4 separate regions of the Mus musculus genome follow, and all the other regions are linked to region 4. Evidence: chromatin contacts called from public ChIA-PET, HiChIP or PLAC-seq and promoter capture Hi-C data. All regions are on one chromosome and are shown on one strand. Each heading gives the region's core, a stretch centred on a gene start, on an enhancer-like site or on the middle of the called end of the contact. The rest is flanking DNA. Distances are from core to core; before and after follow the strand shown. Region 1 holds the start of A630066F11Rik (RIKEN cDNA A630066F11 gene). Region 2 holds the start of Lats1 (large tumor suppressor). Region 3 overlaps Lrp11 (low density lipoprotein receptor-related protein 11). Region 4 holds the start of Ulbp1 (UL16 binding protein 1).

Region 1 (3,694 bases), core at 793-3,292, 190 kb before region 4:
TTAGACACATAATTAACAATGAGTTTGCTGAGAACTGTGTCACTCGGCAACTTCCCATTCCTACGGTATGTCTGTGCTCTTGGTAACTCCTATGATATTCCTCCACTCCTATTTTGCATAATCTTGTCCACCCTTCAAGGCTCAGTACCCATGTGTACCTTTTCCTGATGGCTGCAGTCTGCGTTGTTCTAGCTAAACCCAGTAGCACTACTATCTAGGTCATTAATGGCACTCACAGTTATTTATTTTTTCTTTTTTTTTCTGCTGTTTGTTGTTAATGGTGTGCAAGAGGGAACCTAAGATCTTCCACTAGTTAGGCAAGACCTCTGCCACACCCCAGCCCAGTGGTGTTCTAATCAGATTTCCATGACTAGGATGTAAGTTCTACAATACAAGAGGAAAGACTTATCAGTATTGCTATTCTCCTTTATATTATAGGAGTTCCAAACTGTGTTGGCTGTTTCTTTAAAAGGAGTCATGATGTGAGAGTTATTAGATTATAAAGAGCTTGAGGGTTTGTTTTTTTTGTGTGTGTGTGTGTGTGTTTCGAGACAGTGTTTCTCTGTGTAGTCCTGGCTGTCCTGGAACTCACTCTGTAGACCAGGCTGGCCTCGAACTCAGAAATCTGCCTGCCTCTGCCTCCTACGTGTGCCACCATGCCTGCCCCCCCCTTTTTTTTTTGAGCTTGAGGATTTTTGTTTTGTTTCGTTTTCCAGCAGCAAGACTGTTACCCAACCTGGCTATTTCTTTTCCCCATACAAAATGCCAGTCACCGAAATGATAGGTTTTGCAAGATAGAATTTATGAGGTGACCAATCATTTGAAAATGGAGAAAACAAGGTCATCTCTGGACCACTTCACCTAAGCTGAGGTTGAGTGATATTTATGGACTGAGGAGCAGGAAAAGGTATTTGGATTAAACTCATCAGATGTAAACATCATGACCCATACAGAAAAGCAGTCAGATGAAAGTACCTAAGCACAAGGAGATTCTAATGAACTTTTACACTCAGACTAGAAGAGCAGGTGGTACTGGGTAGGAAAAAAACGGACGGTCTAAAACTCATCGCTTTACTCTTAATGTTGAACAACACTGACATTTATAGTTAGTTACAGGAGTCATGAAAATAGGTGATAGACATTTCAGGTTGGATGCAGGTTGAGTGTTGCAACTGATGAAGTTTGGTAAGAACTGTAATTTGGAAATTGCTCCTGACATCACAGCACAGCATAGGTGTCTTATCTTCGTTTCCTTCCTGAAAGTTTACTGGAGTCATGGCTGTGTCTCAGTTCAAGTTAGCACACGTTGGATGCGGCAGACAGTGTTTCCTGTCAATTCTTAGAATGTTGCAGAGATGAAAGCAGTAAAATTGGTGTCCAGTCTAAGGATGGAATTTGTGAGCTTAAGCTGAAACTCATACTTGGGTAGGAAGAATAACACTTCCACCACAGGGTACTGAGCTTATTTTGTAACCAATTATAGCTCTCGGCTACTTTTGCTCTTAACCAGGGAAGCATCCCTACCCCCAATTCCATGTCACGGTATTCTTCCACCTTGAATTTATGCCTTCAGAGCTGAAAACAAACCAGAGCCTCTGCTTCATCAGGACCGTGCTGAGACATAGGCTAGTGGACTTCGTACCTGAGAGGCCCTTTGCCCTTGGGCTCTGTTAAAATGATTATTTTGGCCCCATCCAGAAGCCTTAGGTTAGTGCACCGGGTTGGACGAGGCAAGACGGAGTCAGCACACCATCTAGCAATCTAGACAGCCATAGGAGCAGACCGGCCGCTCGCAACAGCTGACGGAGTGGCGATTGCGGAGCCCAAGAAGGCGGCACACGTCGGACCCGCCATCCCGCATCAGCCAGAGCCGCGGCTAGGAAGGAGCCTCATCACGCAGAACACCAGCTCGCCGGCCGCAGGACGGAGGCAGGTGCAGGCCTCAGGAAGGGGAACTGAGCAGCGTTCGTTTGTGCGACCTCGCTGCGGCCACCGAGCACTGGTTATCGCCCCCGCTCGCTACTGGGCTCCAGGACTCCCCCGCCGCGGGCCCCGCCTGGCCGCACCCCGGACTGCGCGGCGTCACAGAGCGCATGCGTGCCGCGGGGGATGCCGGGAGCGCGCATTGGCGGCAGTGGCAGCGACGGCAGTAACAGCGGCCGCTCGAGCGGGGACACCAGCGGGGCGGTGACCGTGTGGGAGGTGGTCTCACTCTTGGGGAAACTGCTAGGGACCGTCGCCGCGCTGAAGGTGGTTCTGTACCTGCTCCGGGTGTGCTTCGCGATGGCCTGGAAATCCGGCGGCGCCAGCCACTCGGAGCTAATCCACAACCTCCGCAGTAAGTGCCACCCCCGCCCGGCGTGGGCCAGGGAGCAGGGCCGGGCCTGGACGCTGTCCCCCCCTGACAATCCGGAACGTTCGGTCTGCACCCCTGCGCCTGCTGGAGGGCGTCGCAGCGCGGTTGCACCGGGAGTTCGGAACGCCGTGCGTTTTTGCAGTCTCCTCTCCCGGGACCTGTCACTCGGCGATGTGGATGGGAAGAGGGTAGTAGCCAAGAGGGAGCTGCTGCGGGTGGGACACGGGCAGTTGCCTCCTCGCAGGCTGCGGGGGACTGGGTGCGGCACAGGTGGCGGGGCTGTTGCTGGAGTCTGCGGTCCCACTAGCGAGGGGCGTGACTTCAGGGTGGGGAAGTGCAGGCTTGTTTCTGGTGACTGGACTAGCACCGAGGGGACACCACCTTCGGCCTACGGGTTCTCTCACTGTTCTCGGTTGATTCCCTGCAAGCTTTCTGTTTTCTGCCTCCCCCGCCCTCTGTTTTTTCCTTTGGAGGGAGATGCTGCTGTCTGATAGCAAGGGGAGGGGAGAGGAGGTTCCGACTATTGCGGTTGCTGGGAGCAGTTTCTCAGGTTGCTGTCCAAAGTATAGGCCCTTGGGGGGGGGGGGGCGGCGGGGGAGCGAGGGATTGTCAGAGCATGCTGCTCCTAAGAGACTTTGTTTGGAGTCTTTGAATCCAGCAGACCATTGTGTGTATAAAATGTTCCAACTTTTTTTTTCAAGAGTGTTCATTGGCTTTTAAAAGCGCGTTTGAAAAGTTTTTTGTTTTGTTTTTGTTTTTTTTTTTGTTTTTGTTTTTTTTTTTTTGTTTTTTTAAAGAATAGCATTTTCTGTAGTCACTGTATTGCTTCCTTTGATGATAGTTTCAGGATAGAATGAATGCTGTGTCACTTTCCTTTCTAAATTGAAATAGTGTTGTTGTCTGGCTCAGAGACCAAGAAGAGCTGCAAGTTCATAACCTCACCCTGATCAGAATTCACAGCTTCTTTTGCCACCAATTTTCAAAAATAATCATAGTCTGCTGGGTGATGTTTTTAATTTTCTTGCGACTTTTCTTTTCTCTTCTTCTTTTTCTTTTTCTTTTTTTTTTTTAAGCCTTTGAGGTATTTATCTTACTTCTCAACTCTATTCATAATCACCGTGAGGGCTGGAACGCTAAACAATGGAATTTTCTCAAAGAATCAATAGTCATCCCCACCCCCACCCCCACCCCCACCCCTCCCAGGAATGCCAATCCCCTTTGCATTAAATGCTGAGATCTATGTAAGGTACAAAAAAGTGAATGAGAGCCGGGTTTGGTGGCGCACTCCTTTAATCCCAGCACTCAGGAGGCAGAGGCAGGCGGATTTCTGAGTTTGAG
Region 2 (3,812 bases), core at 410-2,909, 210 kb before region 4:
TTAATAATCACAGTAGGAACCTCTCAAGATTATATGTATATAGAACAAAGACTAGCATGAAAAACAGAAACTTAAATGATGAAAATAAAGCCAAATATCATACACACAGTTTAGGAGAAAAAAAAGACTTCTGTGAAGAGTCTCAAGTCATAATCAATAATCAGGCACAGAAAGAGAGCGCCTTTTCCAGCCTGTGCCACTATCTAGTTTATTGCAATAACAGCCTATAAGAGAAACACAGATTCCTCGCCTGCCTGCCTGTCTGCCTGCCTGCCTGCCTTGGAGAATCACCTCAACCATATTACCTACCTGACTACTCACTAGGTAAGAGAAAACTTTAGTTAAGGTAATAAAAACTAAAGATATCTTAGAAGAGAGTCATACCTCATGGAGAAAATTTGATTTTAAAGGACTAAAAACCTTAACATTAGCGGGGCATGGTGGCTCACAGCCCAACCCCAGAGGCGGGCAGATCTTTTTGAGTTCCAGGTCAGCATGGTCTACATATTGAGTCCCAGGCTAAGGAATACATTGTGAGACCCTGTCTTAAGAAAAGTATAATAACCTTCAATAAATAATCCATAAACTTCTGACAACCTTCATGCCAGGCATTTGGGCTAATTTCCAAACCTTGAGTGATACCATATTGTGTGAGACTGTACTTACTGCTCATCTGACTTGTAACTTCTAGTGAATACACATATTTTAAAAAGTCATATTTACAAATGGAGACAAATATTTTAACCTCGTTCCCTTAGAAAAGTGATTTTCCAACTGCATTAGTGGGAGAATTGGGATAAGTCATCGGAGAGTTATTCTTTCCTTCGCTTCGACTTTTTTCCCCAGGTACAATAAACAATCTTCCCTTACTGTCTTTCCTTCGTTTTCCAGTACTTAAAAAGCACCCGAACAAGTGACACGTCTCTCCCACCCCCTGCCACTAAGCGGTGAGCTAACAAATTGCAGCGAGCTGGAGAGGTTCCCAGGACTGCTTCAAAGGTGGACCCCGACGGGAGGCCCGCTGCGAGGCCAAAGAAGTGAGGCCGGTTTGGTGCAACCTTGCGTGAAAAAAACCACCTTTCGCTCCTCTCCCCTCTAAAGCGGGGAGGGGTGGCTGTCGTCCCGAGCCCCCGCCCGCTCTTCCCAGGCCAGCTCGCACCTCGGAGGCCTCAGTGCCCCCGGGCTCTCCCTGCGGCGCCGGGTGCGGCCAACCTCCGCTTCCCCAGGGCAGGGCTCGGCTCCGGTCAGCGCAATCAGCCCCAGTCAGGCCCAGACCCGGCCGGCTCAGCCCGCCTGGCCACCGCGGCCCCTGGACCCCCGCCAGCGGGGATGGGCGTGGGCCCGGCCGGCCACCGCCCCGCCGACAGGGACTCCCGAGGAGCGCGAGCCCCACCCGCGGCGCCGGCTCCGGACCTACCTGCAGGGGACGGTGAGGCTTCTGGACAGCCGCTGCGGGCCCGAGGGCCGGCGCCGCGGCGGCCCGGAGCCCGTCCCCCAGGGCCCCTAGCGTCGCTCCGGGTTCGGGATGGGGCAGGGCGGGGACACACGCCGGGGGGCTGCGGCCGGCCAGCGCGGCCCGACGCGGGGTCGCGAGGACCTGGCTCTCCCCTCAGCACCAGGCCATCGCTGCCGCCGCCATTTTGCCTTCCACTCCGTGTCGCCGCCGCCGCCGTCCGCCGCGGGTTTCCCGGATGTGGGCATTTCCCGGCGTCGCTTGCGCGGGGGCCGAGGACTGGGGGCTTCAGGCCGCCCCGCTGGGCCCCGGAGCTAGCGCTCCGTTTGTGGCCTCCCGACCGAGACTCGCTCGCCCGCTTCCCCGAGCCGGGGTGAGTGTGGCCCAGAGAGTGGAGTCTGTACCACCACGTTCTGGCTCCGCACGGAGACGCGGGCGCGTCGCGGCGAGCGTGGGTCGCACCAGGAAAGGGCGGTGAACGGCGCTCCGAGACCGCGGACGTCACGAGGCAAGATGTCTAGAGCTTGAATAAAACTCGAGTCTTCCAGAGCTGGGAGCGAATGTGGTTTTGGAACTAGCCAGATGGAGTGTTCTTGAAACTGGACCTGTGGATTTGCAGAGTTCGGTCCAGCGGATCTGCAGGAGAGGTCATTGTAGCCATAACGAGTAACGGGGCCGCTGTCAGAAGTTCTGTTTCTCTTGAAATTGAATCTGCTGTTCGGGATGCATCACTGACTTTGGTCTTTTAATGCATTGTTCTCTTTTGCGGGGGATTAGGTCCACGTAGAGGATCTCTAGGCCGCAGCGTGTGTGCCAAAACTCCCATTCTCCTACCCCACTCCACCTTTCCTAGTGCTGAGAATCTAAATGGTGCCAACCAACACTGGGCTGTCTATCACCTGTAAATATGAACACAGTCCCCAGTTTTGCTGGTAGGTAATACATGCAATTATTTTTTTTTTCAGATACTCTATTTTGTGTTAGACCAAAAAAGTAAAAACGTTGACATCCCAGTGTAACCAGGAATTGAACCATGCTATGCCAGTGCTCTACCACTGAGCTATATCCTCAGAACATTTTATAGTTTTCATTGAGACTGGGCCTCACTGTTATCCGGACTGGCTTTGAACTTGTGATCCTTCAGCCTCAGTCTTAAAGGTAGCTGAGATAACAAGCCTGCTCCATGAAGCCCAGTTCTGCTTTTTTCTGAGGTACTGTATCCAAAAGTTCAACTATGAAAACCTCAGATGGTCAAATTTAGATGACAAGGGAATATTTTAATGTAGTCGCTGCCACTGCTTTAGCTCTGTCGTCATAGTAAAAATCCCTAATGTGGCTTCAGCCCCACTATGCTGTTGGGATCGTCCTACAAATCAAGGTCCCTACCTTGTGCTTTGGTAGGTAGGTACAATTTTAAGACGTGTAATTCAATGGACTATGTCTGCTAATTTGAACCATTAAAAATATTTTAAGCACAGAGAGCTGGAGCTGCTTCTTGAGAGGGCTAAGTCACCGCACAAGCCAGGGTGCAGTGAAAAGACCCTTGGGAAAGAAGCAGAGGAGCGGAGGCCAGGCCAGGCCAGGGCCTAAACTCAGGCCTCCAACCTGGAGCTAAGTCTGGGAGAGCACCAGCATTACCAACTTTGCAATGATGAGATGCAGTTATTGTGTAATACTTCCAACTTTTAAAAATCAGAATTACCTTTGGGACACTTTTTATATTAGGTCATTCTTTTTTAGATGTTAGAAAACTATCTAGAATGTATATTGTTCACAAGCATTGATGTGAAAACATTTGTTTTTGGAAATAAATGCATTGAAGGATGCATTGAAAAGCTGGGGAATCTTGGCATATGATCTAGGTAGTTTTCAAGAGGCAAAGCCAACATTTGCCATCTTTGAAATAGCTGAACCTCATATCGCCCTGTGTGCACAGCATCCTACCATATACCTGTTTCCTGTTGGCTAGTTTTGTGTTTGAATGTGTGTGCCACGGGTGCCTGGTGCCTCCGAAGGGCAAAGGAGGATGTCAGATCCCCAGGAACTAGAGGTACAGATGGCTGAGTCACCATGTGGATGCTGGGGACTGAACCTGGGTCTTCTGCAAGACTAGCGGGTGCTTTTCTTTTGTGTTGTTTTTGTTTTTCCAGAAAGGGTTTCTCTGTGTAGCTCTTGCTGCATTGGGACTTTGCTCCATAGACCAGAGGCTGGCCTTGAATTCACAGATCCACCTACCTACCTACCTCTGCCTTCCAAGTGCTGATTAAATTAAGGTCTACCAAGGCCCAGCTAAATAGCAAGTGCTCTTAATAACCACTGAGCTATCTCTAGCCCCTGGCTATATGGTTGGTTTTAATTC
Region 3 (3,933 bases), core at 1,294-3,793, 140 kb before region 4:
GACCACCTGGGGTGGAGCCTTCTGACCTAGATGGCTCTATTGTTCTGTCACCTGTCGCTGCTCTTCTCCAGGATACATCCTATCCTGCACATCACCTACAGGCTGGCTCCAGACACCAAGAATGGACTGGCCCGGGGGGGGGGGGGGGGGGGGGGGGATGGGCCTTCCCCCTTTATAAGCACAGTCTCTTAGTAAACTCATGGGCCTTGATCAGAACCTTGTCTTGGCTTCATTATCTTTTCTCGCAGTCTAATCCTCTTTCAGCCCCAGCCTGCCTCCCAGGTGTACCTGGTTCATGTAGGCCGGCATGTAACAGATTGGAGTTCAAATCAGGGACATTGATTGGAACGGTGGGGAAACACTGAGGGAATTGCTGTCTTGTATGGAGCTCCACGAGAAGGAAAGCATCAGAAGATTGTATCGGGCACAGTGAGCAACTGGTATTTATGCTATCGCTGGTTTTAAACTTCATTTTTTAAAGTGTTGCTGGAGGTGCGATAGGATACCGGCTAAGTTTGAAGCAGTGCTGACCTGGTGCTGCTTCCACTTAGGGTTTGACAGCGAAACATGTGTGGGACTAGAAACTTCAAATCAGGCAGTTGTCTGCAGCTTTGTTTTTGTTTTTGTTTTTGTTTTTTTGAGACAGGGTTTCTCTGTATAGCCCTGGCTGTCCTGGAACTCACTTTGTAGACCAGGCTGGCCTTGAACTCAGAAATCCGCCTGCCTCTGCATCCTGAGAACTGGGATTAAAGGCGTGCGCCACCACCGCCCGGCTGTCCACAGCTTTTAAGAGCTGTTTCAGGCGAGAGGAATAGGGTTTAAAATAAAAAAATAAAATAAAATAAAATAGAGGAAAATGGATTTTGAAACTCTTTCAGAGACAGAGAGAAAATAGGGGGACACCCTGCTTTATTCTCTCTGGCCCCTACAGCAGAAGTTCTCTGCTCTCTTTGTGTTGTCTAATGTCTGGTGCATCAATCCGTTCAGTGTCAATTCATGTGTGTTGTCTCGTTGTCTGAATGACTGAATGTTCTGTGTTTCATGTTGGAAAATAAAAATGGCTAAGACTTTATCTGCTGGTTCAACAAAGCCCGAGAGTGGCCCACACTTTAGCCAAGAATCAGGCACAGCAGGAGAGCCACTGCTGAAAAAACTGCTTTTAAAGAAAAGGAGTCTATAGCTTCGTAGTTTTAAGGCAAAAAAGCTGATAGTTGTTTTTTTCCTAGAAAATTCTCTGCAATCATGATTATTGTGTTTAGCAAATGACAAAGTGCTTTTTTATCTTATAGCTATAAAAAGTAAAATTCTTTGATTGGTCTAAATTTATAAGATTCCTGTAGCCACTTAATTTGGTTTTTACTGGTCTTAAAGGTATAATATGTTTGCGTGTCTTCATCATAGAATATTAGCTTATAAGTTATTGGGTATGATTTAAAAGGTGTAACATTGGTAGCAGGACAGCTTTAAATTGGTAACTCAGGTTTGGAGTCTTTCAAACACGTGGCATAAGGCAGGCCAAAAAATCTAGGCCTCTAAGGATACTTCTAGTTGAGATAATATTTAATGTGATTCTTATCCTAAAAGGTAGACTTAAAGATAAGATTTAAAACAATGTCTCTTTAATGAAACATTAAAATTTGCACTATCATGCATTCATAGGTATAAATTAGCAGCCAAATTTCGTAACGTGATAGTGATGTTTCTAATATTGATTCTAAGATGATAAATTGTTTTAAAATTGGGTTTTGCTTTCCCAAAGTTGTAGTTATAGTCTAATATTGCAAAAGAAACTTAAAAATTCTGAAATCTGTCCTCAAGGCAAGAGGAACAAAGCTCAGAGCAGCCTCTGCTGGGCTTGTGTGACTTTCTTTTGTTTTGCAAACAGTGCCTAGAGAAGTTCTTGCCTGCCTTCAGGGGAATTTTCTTTTAACTAAAAGAACACTGTTGCAGATCTATCCAGATGTTGTTCTAAATAAAGTTCTAATTCAAAGTTTATAAAAGGTCAATCAGGCTGTAGAACTTATAAAGACATTACAATCTGGCTTGCCTACATCATGTAAAGGTTTTAAAGGTTTGTTTTTTCCTTTGTATCTTTACTTTGTATCTTTACTGCTACCTGCTGGGAGGCCGCTGAGCTATTCTGGAGACTACACCCTATCCTGCACGTTGTCACCTGCAGCTGCTTCCAGGCTCCAAGGATGAATTGGCGGGAATGCCCCCCCCCCCCTTTATAAGGGCATTTGCCATTAATCATTTGAGCCTTGATCAGGAACCTTGTCTTTTTTTTTTTTTTAAGATTTATTTATTTATTATATCTAAGTACACTGTAGCTGTCTTCAGTCACTCCAGAAGAGGGCGCTAGGTCTCGTTACGGATGGTTGTGAGCCACCATGTGGTTGCTGGGATTTGAACTCTGGACCTTCGGAAGAGCAGTCGGGTGCTCTTACCCACTGAGCCATCTCACCAGCCCCAGGAACCTTGTCTTGGCTCCATTTTTCTCTCAGCTGCCTCGTTTCCCCTCTCTTTTCAGCCCCCGCTTGCCTCCCAGGTATACCCGTTTCTTCTGAGCAGCAGGCCTGCTTCAGACAGTTTGGCATCTGAACATGGGACCTGAGGAACGGCAGAAAAATGCTGGAGGAACACTGCTTGGTATGGAGCTCCAGGGGAAGAAAAAGAAAAGGATCGTACTGGGCATGGTGAAGCAACAGGTAAAGTGTTGCTGGAGGTGCGGAAAGATACGGGCTAAGGTTGAATCAGTGCTAACCCAACGCTGGATTCACGAAGGTCAGCAGCGAATTATCGGAACTAGGAACTGATCAGGCGGTTGTCCACAGTTTTTTTTTAAAACTGCTTTAGGCGAGAGGAAAAAGGGTTTAAATTAAATAATCAGGCAGATGTCCGAAGACGGGAGCTGCATCAGGCATCAGAAACAGGGTTTGTAATACTAAAATAATATAAAGGATAATGGATTTTGAAACTCTCCCAGAGGAAGAAAGAAATTTCAGGGGATGCCCTGCCTTTTTCTCTCTAGCCCCTACAACAGAAGTTCTCTGCCCTCTTTGTGTTGTCTAATGTCTGGTCTAATGTCTGGTGCACCTCGTGTCAATCCATGTGTGTTTTGTCTCATTGTTTGAATGACTGAATGTTCTGTTTCATGTTGGAAAATAAAGATGGCTAAAACTTTATCTGCTGGTTCAGCAAATGAGTGGCCACATGCTTTAGCCAGGATCAGGCACCGCAGGGGAGCCACTGCTGGAAAAGCTGTTCTCAAAGAAAGGGAGCCTGCAGCCTCTTAGTTTTGGGGCAAAAAAACTGATAGATGGTTTCTTCCTGGAGGGTTCTCTGCAATCATGATTATTGCGTTTAGCTAATGACAAGGTGCTTTTCTTATCTCTTAATTATAGCTAAAAAAATTGAAATTCTTTGATTAGACTCGTGTAGCCGCTTCATTTGGTTTTTTTACTGGTCTTAGAGGTGTAATATGCTCTGAGTGTCTTCATCACAAGAGTATTTGCTTATAAGTTATTGGATATGATCAAAAAGGTGTAACACTGGTTACTAGAAAGTTAGCTTTAAGTTGCTAACTCAAGTTTGGAGTCTTTCAAACACATGGCATAAGGCAGGCCAAAAAACTAGGCCTCCTAAGGATACTTCTAGTTGAGATAATATTTAATGTGATTCTTATCCTAGAAAGTAGAATTAAAGATAAGATTTAAAGCAATGCCTCTTTAATGAAGCATTGAAACTTGCACTGTCATGCAGTCATACGTATAAATTGGCAGCCAAATTTCACAACATGGTAGTGAAGTTTTAATGTTGATTCTAAGGTGATAAATTGTTTTGAAATTGGGTTTTGCTTTCCCAAGGTTGTAGTTATAGTCTAATATTGCAAAAGAAACTTAAAAATTCTGAAATCTGTCCTCACAGCAAGAA
Region 4 (3,551 bases), core at 214-2,713:
GACACCAATCTCTAAAATTCTATGATTAGAATTAGTCTAAACAGAAGAAGAGGGGAATGAAAGGAAATAAAACTGTAATTCATGTAATGTATGTTAAATAGCCCAAAGAGTTGTTTCTGAGCTTTGAAACCTGGGGCTGAGAACATAGCAGAACAGACCAGGACATGCCCGGGCAAGCCCATCGCCTCCCTAGCTCCCACCCCTCTGACCTAAGTTAAATGTTACAGGCTGCTGATGTTTAAATGGACCAATCATGTGAAACCGCGCCAATTCCTCCCCCAGCCCCACTCCTTTTCTATAAAAACCCCTAGCTTCCAAGCCTCGTGGTCGAATCCACTGTCTCCTGTTATGTGAGATACGTTTCGACCCGGAGCTCCGCCATTAAAAAACCTCTTGTTGTTACATCAAGGTGTTGTGTTCTATTCGTGATTCTTGGGTGCACGCCGAATCGGGAGCTGAGTGGGGGTTTCCCCACCGGGGTTTCCCCACTGAGTTCTTTCACTTTCATTTTGAAACTCCAGCCTTAAACTCGAGAGGACTTACATTTCATCTTCCATAGACCCAGGAAGAACTCCAGAAATGTTGATTTGTGCCTATAATCCTGGACACAGGAACATCCACAGATTTTGAAAGCTGGCCAGTCTATTAGAATCCCGGAGCTCCTAACTTTAGAGATCTTGACTGAACAAAGTAGGTGCAACTAAAGACCTGTGGACACTCAAAGCTGACCTCTGGGCTCAAAACGCAAGAACATTGGGGTGGCAAAGCATAGCTTGCAGACTAGACAGAAACAACTGTGATTTCCAGTGTGGGGCATAAGTTCTTAGGCTTTTAAAAACATTTTTAAGACGTGCAGATGGGAAGAGAGAGGAAGTGGGGGTGGGGAGATGGGTAGCTACAGCCAGAGAGGTGCTGGAAGGATCCCTAGTAGGCAGCAGGAAGCTGGAGGCATCAGAGGTGTTGGGGTGTATGTGTGTTGGGGGCTCCACAAAAGCATGCGTATCTAAGCCACAGCCAGGGTTACTATCAGTCTGCTTACAGCTTCCTGTGCCCACATTCTTTGGTTTCTGTCCAGGGTTGCAGCTGGGGATTACTCAGCTTCTGATGACCTTGCCCCTGAGGAATCTGCAGACAATGAATTTAGAAGCCTGGAGCTCCTGCTTGCTCTGTAGATCACCCTACCCAGCCTGCGCAGTGCACTCCCTTGCCCTGCCACCCCACCCTCCCACTCGTCACTCACCCCACCCACCTGTCAGCCTGCCAGCCAATCAGTTCCTGGCACTTCTTCCCGCTCTTTTTCCACTTCCTGCACTTCGAGTCCTTCTTAGTTCCCCGCGCAGCTGCGTTCCTTCCTGCCCCACCCCGCAAAGCACTGGAGACAGACTGCAGGGGCTGCGGAGCTGCTCTGAAAGGATCTGGAGAAAGGGGCACTAGAAGTTGCTTTTGACAAGATCGGGAGGAGGAATTGCCTTGATCCCCCAGCCAAGGTTCAAAAACTTTCTGTGGTCAGGACCATTATCAGGAAGTGATCAAGATCGTCCCTCCCTTTCAGACAGTTAAAATCGTGCCTTTGGCCGCCAGAGTCTAGAGAAGCAGCTATGGAGCTGACTGCCAGTAACAAGGTCCTTTCCTGCTGCTTGTCCCTGCTGTGCCTGCTGTCTGTCTGTCTGTGTCCAAGGATAGAAGGTGAGTTCCTGAGATTCTAGGGGGCAGAAGGGTGATGGGAGTGGGAAGGAGCAGGGAACACAGGTTAAAGGCTACCCTGTGAATTTCCAAATCCTGGGTGGGGGTTGTGGTGGGGGAGCACAGCTGTCTCTGTCTTGAGCTAGTCAGTGACTTCCTGGGACCTGAACCTAAGAGGAATCCCAGGGACACAGTGTGGAGAACAGGACCTCCTCAGCCCAGAGACTCTTTTGAAAATACTCTAGGTCCCAAGTTCTTTGGAGTCCTCTCCCCACCCCTCCCCTCTTTACCAAACCTGCCTCTCTCTTCAGGAGTTCTCTGGTCCTTTTGCTTCTGAACTACTGCTTAATCAGATTATAGCACAGGCAACCAACAGCCGCTCCACACATTCGCACCCCTCCCCCCAAAGTCTGGGACTTTTGCTGAAAGAGTTCACTCTGTAGCCCAGGCTAGCCTTGAACTAGAATTTTGTGGCCAAATATAAAAATTAACGGCCTGTGCCACCACACCAAGATTTACAACCACTTGGTGTATGCTGAACCCACCCAGCTCATCTCCCTTCCCTGTCCTGACTCACTATTCCACCCAGAAAAGGACTTTAATCCTTTCCTTCCTTCAAGGGGTGACAACAGGGTTAAGTGGTCCTTAGTTGGGCATATGGACACTTCTGCCACTGCACCTGGGCCTGTCTAGAATCCTTCCCCTGGAGGCAGATCAGATAGTGGGGCTCATTTAGACAGAAGTCTGTTTTTCTGTAAAACAGGAATAATTTCAGATTGGGAAGTATATTATCTGTGCCTCTGCATCAGATACTCAGTTGATGACTAGTAGGTCAGATTTTCTTTTTCTTCTTTCTTTTCTTTTCTCCTCTTTTCTTTCCTTTTTTCTTTTCTTTTTTCTCTCTTTTTCTCTCTCTTTCTTTCTCTTCCTTCCTTCCTTCCTTTCTTTCCTTTTAAAAATTATTTTAGTTTTCCAAAGATGAAAATATATTTTAGTTTCAAAAGAATATGATGATCATGGCCTTCATTTGCCAAACACTTATTAGGCACTAAAGAATTCATGTCTCATTGCTCCACTTAATTTATATAACAATCTTCAAAATTGTATACTATCTTTTTTTAAACTTTATTTAATCTTTATTTACAGTCAGGATTTCATCCCCCTCCAGGTCTACCTTCTGACTGTTCCAGATCCCACACCTTCCCCAGCCCCCACCCCTGCCACACCCTGTCCCTGTTTTCTTTCTCCTCCTGGAGAATGTCTCCAAGACTTATCCCCCCCCCCCCAACTTCCCACTCCCTGGGGCCTCCAATCTCTTCAGGGTTAGGTGCACCTTCTCTGACTGAGTCCAGACCTGGCAGTCCTCGGCTGCATGTGTGTTGGGAGCCTCATATCAGCTGGTGTATGCTGCCTGATTGGTGACACATTGTCTGAGAGATCTTAGGGGGTCCACGTTAGTTGAGACTGCTGGTCCTCTTACAGGGTCCCCCTTCCTCTTCGGCTTCTTCCAGCTTTTCCTTAATTTAACCACAGGGGTCAGCAGCTTCTGTTGGGTGTAAATATCTGCATCTGACTCTTTCAGCTGCTTTTTGGGTCTTTCAGATGGCAGTCATGATAGGCCCCTTTTTTGTGTGCACTCCATAGCTTCAGTAATAGTGTCAGGCCTTGGAGCCTCCTCTTGAGTAGGAATCCAATTTGGGCCTGTCACCTGACCTCCTTTTCCTCAGGCTCTTCTCCATTTTTGTCCCTGCAGTTCTTTCAAAACAGGAACAGTTATGACTTTTCTGCACCTGGAATTTTTTAGATTTAATGTTTTCTTTGCCCAATGTATCCATTTCTTCTGTGGTATTGTCTACTCAATTCCAGAA

Evidence for each region. ChIA-PET counts read pairs in DNA pulled down with a chosen protein or histone mark. HiChIP or PLAC-seq counts read pairs in DNA pulled down with a chosen protein or histone mark. Capture Hi-C pulls out chosen DNA fragments and counts their contacts.
Region 1: an RNA polymerase II ChIA-PET map of effector CD8 T cells shows a contact between it and region 4, with 127 read pairs. The contact joins the promoter of A630066F11Rik here to the promoter of Ulbp1 in region 4. A contact is called at or near these places in 8 of 39 promoter capture datasets (the 3T3-L1 cell line, the C10 cell line, embryonic stem cells and 4 more), 1 of 15 datasets of contacts at CTCF or cohesin (pro-B cells), 1 of 484 Hi-C or Micro-C datasets (LSK cells), 15 of 115 datasets of contacts at active chromatin or transcription factors (the 230-238 cell line, the SCID.adh cell line, bone marrow-derived dendritic cells and 8 more) and 3 of 9 other capture datasets (adipose tissue, liver and pancreatic islet).
Region 2: a contact with region 4 is called in a promoter capture Hi-C map of liver. The contact joins the promoter of Lats1 here to the promoter of Ulbp1 in region 4. A contact is called at or near these places in 5 of 39 promoter capture datasets (the 3T3-L1 cell line, the C10 cell line, embryonic stem cells and 2 more), 1 of 15 datasets of contacts at CTCF or cohesin (pro-B cells), 12 of 115 datasets of contacts at active chromatin or transcription factors (the 230-238 cell line, CD8 T cells, bone marrow-derived dendritic cells and 8 more) and 3 of 9 other capture datasets (adipose tissue, liver and pancreatic islet).
Region 3: a contact with region 4 is called in an H3K4me3 HiChIP or PLAC-seq map of embryonic stem cells, with 6 times the contacts expected there. The contact joins the enhancer-like site here to the promoter of Ulbp1 in region 4. A contact is called at or near these places in 3 of 39 promoter capture datasets (embryonic stem cells, hippocampal neurons and neutrophils), 6 of 15 datasets of contacts at CTCF or cohesin (CD8 T cells, the NIH/3T3 cell line, large pre-B cells and 2 more), 4 of 484 Hi-C or Micro-C datasets (CD8 T cells, LSK cells, bone marrow-derived macrophages and 1 more), 26 of 115 datasets of contacts at active chromatin or transcription factors (the 230-238 cell line, CD8 T cells, the NIH/3T3 cell line and 17 more) and 4 of 9 other capture datasets (adipose tissue, embryonic tail, liver and 1 more).

The regions. Positions count from the first base shown.
Region 1 is chr10:7,661,719-7,665,412 of GRCm38.p6, reverse strand. It overlaps A630066F11Rik (RIKEN cDNA A630066F11 gene), which reads right to left and starts at 2,042. Exons shown (of 1, transcript NR_030698.1): 1 at 790-2,042. Pcmt1 (protein-L-isoaspartate (D-aspartate) O-methyltransferase 1) reads left to right here and starts at 1,805. Exons shown (of 8, transcript NM_001347228.2): 1 at 1,805-2,338. The coding sequence starts at 2,110.
Region 2 is chr10:7,679,056-7,682,867 of GRCm38.p6, reverse strand. It overlaps Lats1 (large tumor suppressor), which reads right to left and starts at 1,659. Exons shown (of 8, transcript NM_010690.1): 1 at 1,418-1,659. It also overlaps a transcript of Pcmt1 not described here.
Region 3 is chr10:7,615,976-7,619,908 of GRCm38.p6, reverse strand. The region is part of intron 6 of Lrp11 (low density lipoprotein receptor-related protein 11); the gene reads right to left. Among named protein-coding and RNA genes, the nearest start is that of Gm16254, 9.3 kb to the right of the region's middle. Within about 2 kb of position 2,543, at least 7 of the 459 cell types and tissues checked have an H3K27ac peak or open chromatin away from gene starts, as enhancers often do. A contact at or near this core is called in embryonic stem cells, where this site is marked.
Region 4 is chr10:7,471,389-7,474,939 of GRCm38.p6, reverse strand. Ulbp1 (UL16 binding protein 1) reads left to right here and starts at 1,463. Exons shown (of 6, transcript NM_029975.2): 1 at 1,463-1,686. The coding sequence starts at 1,599.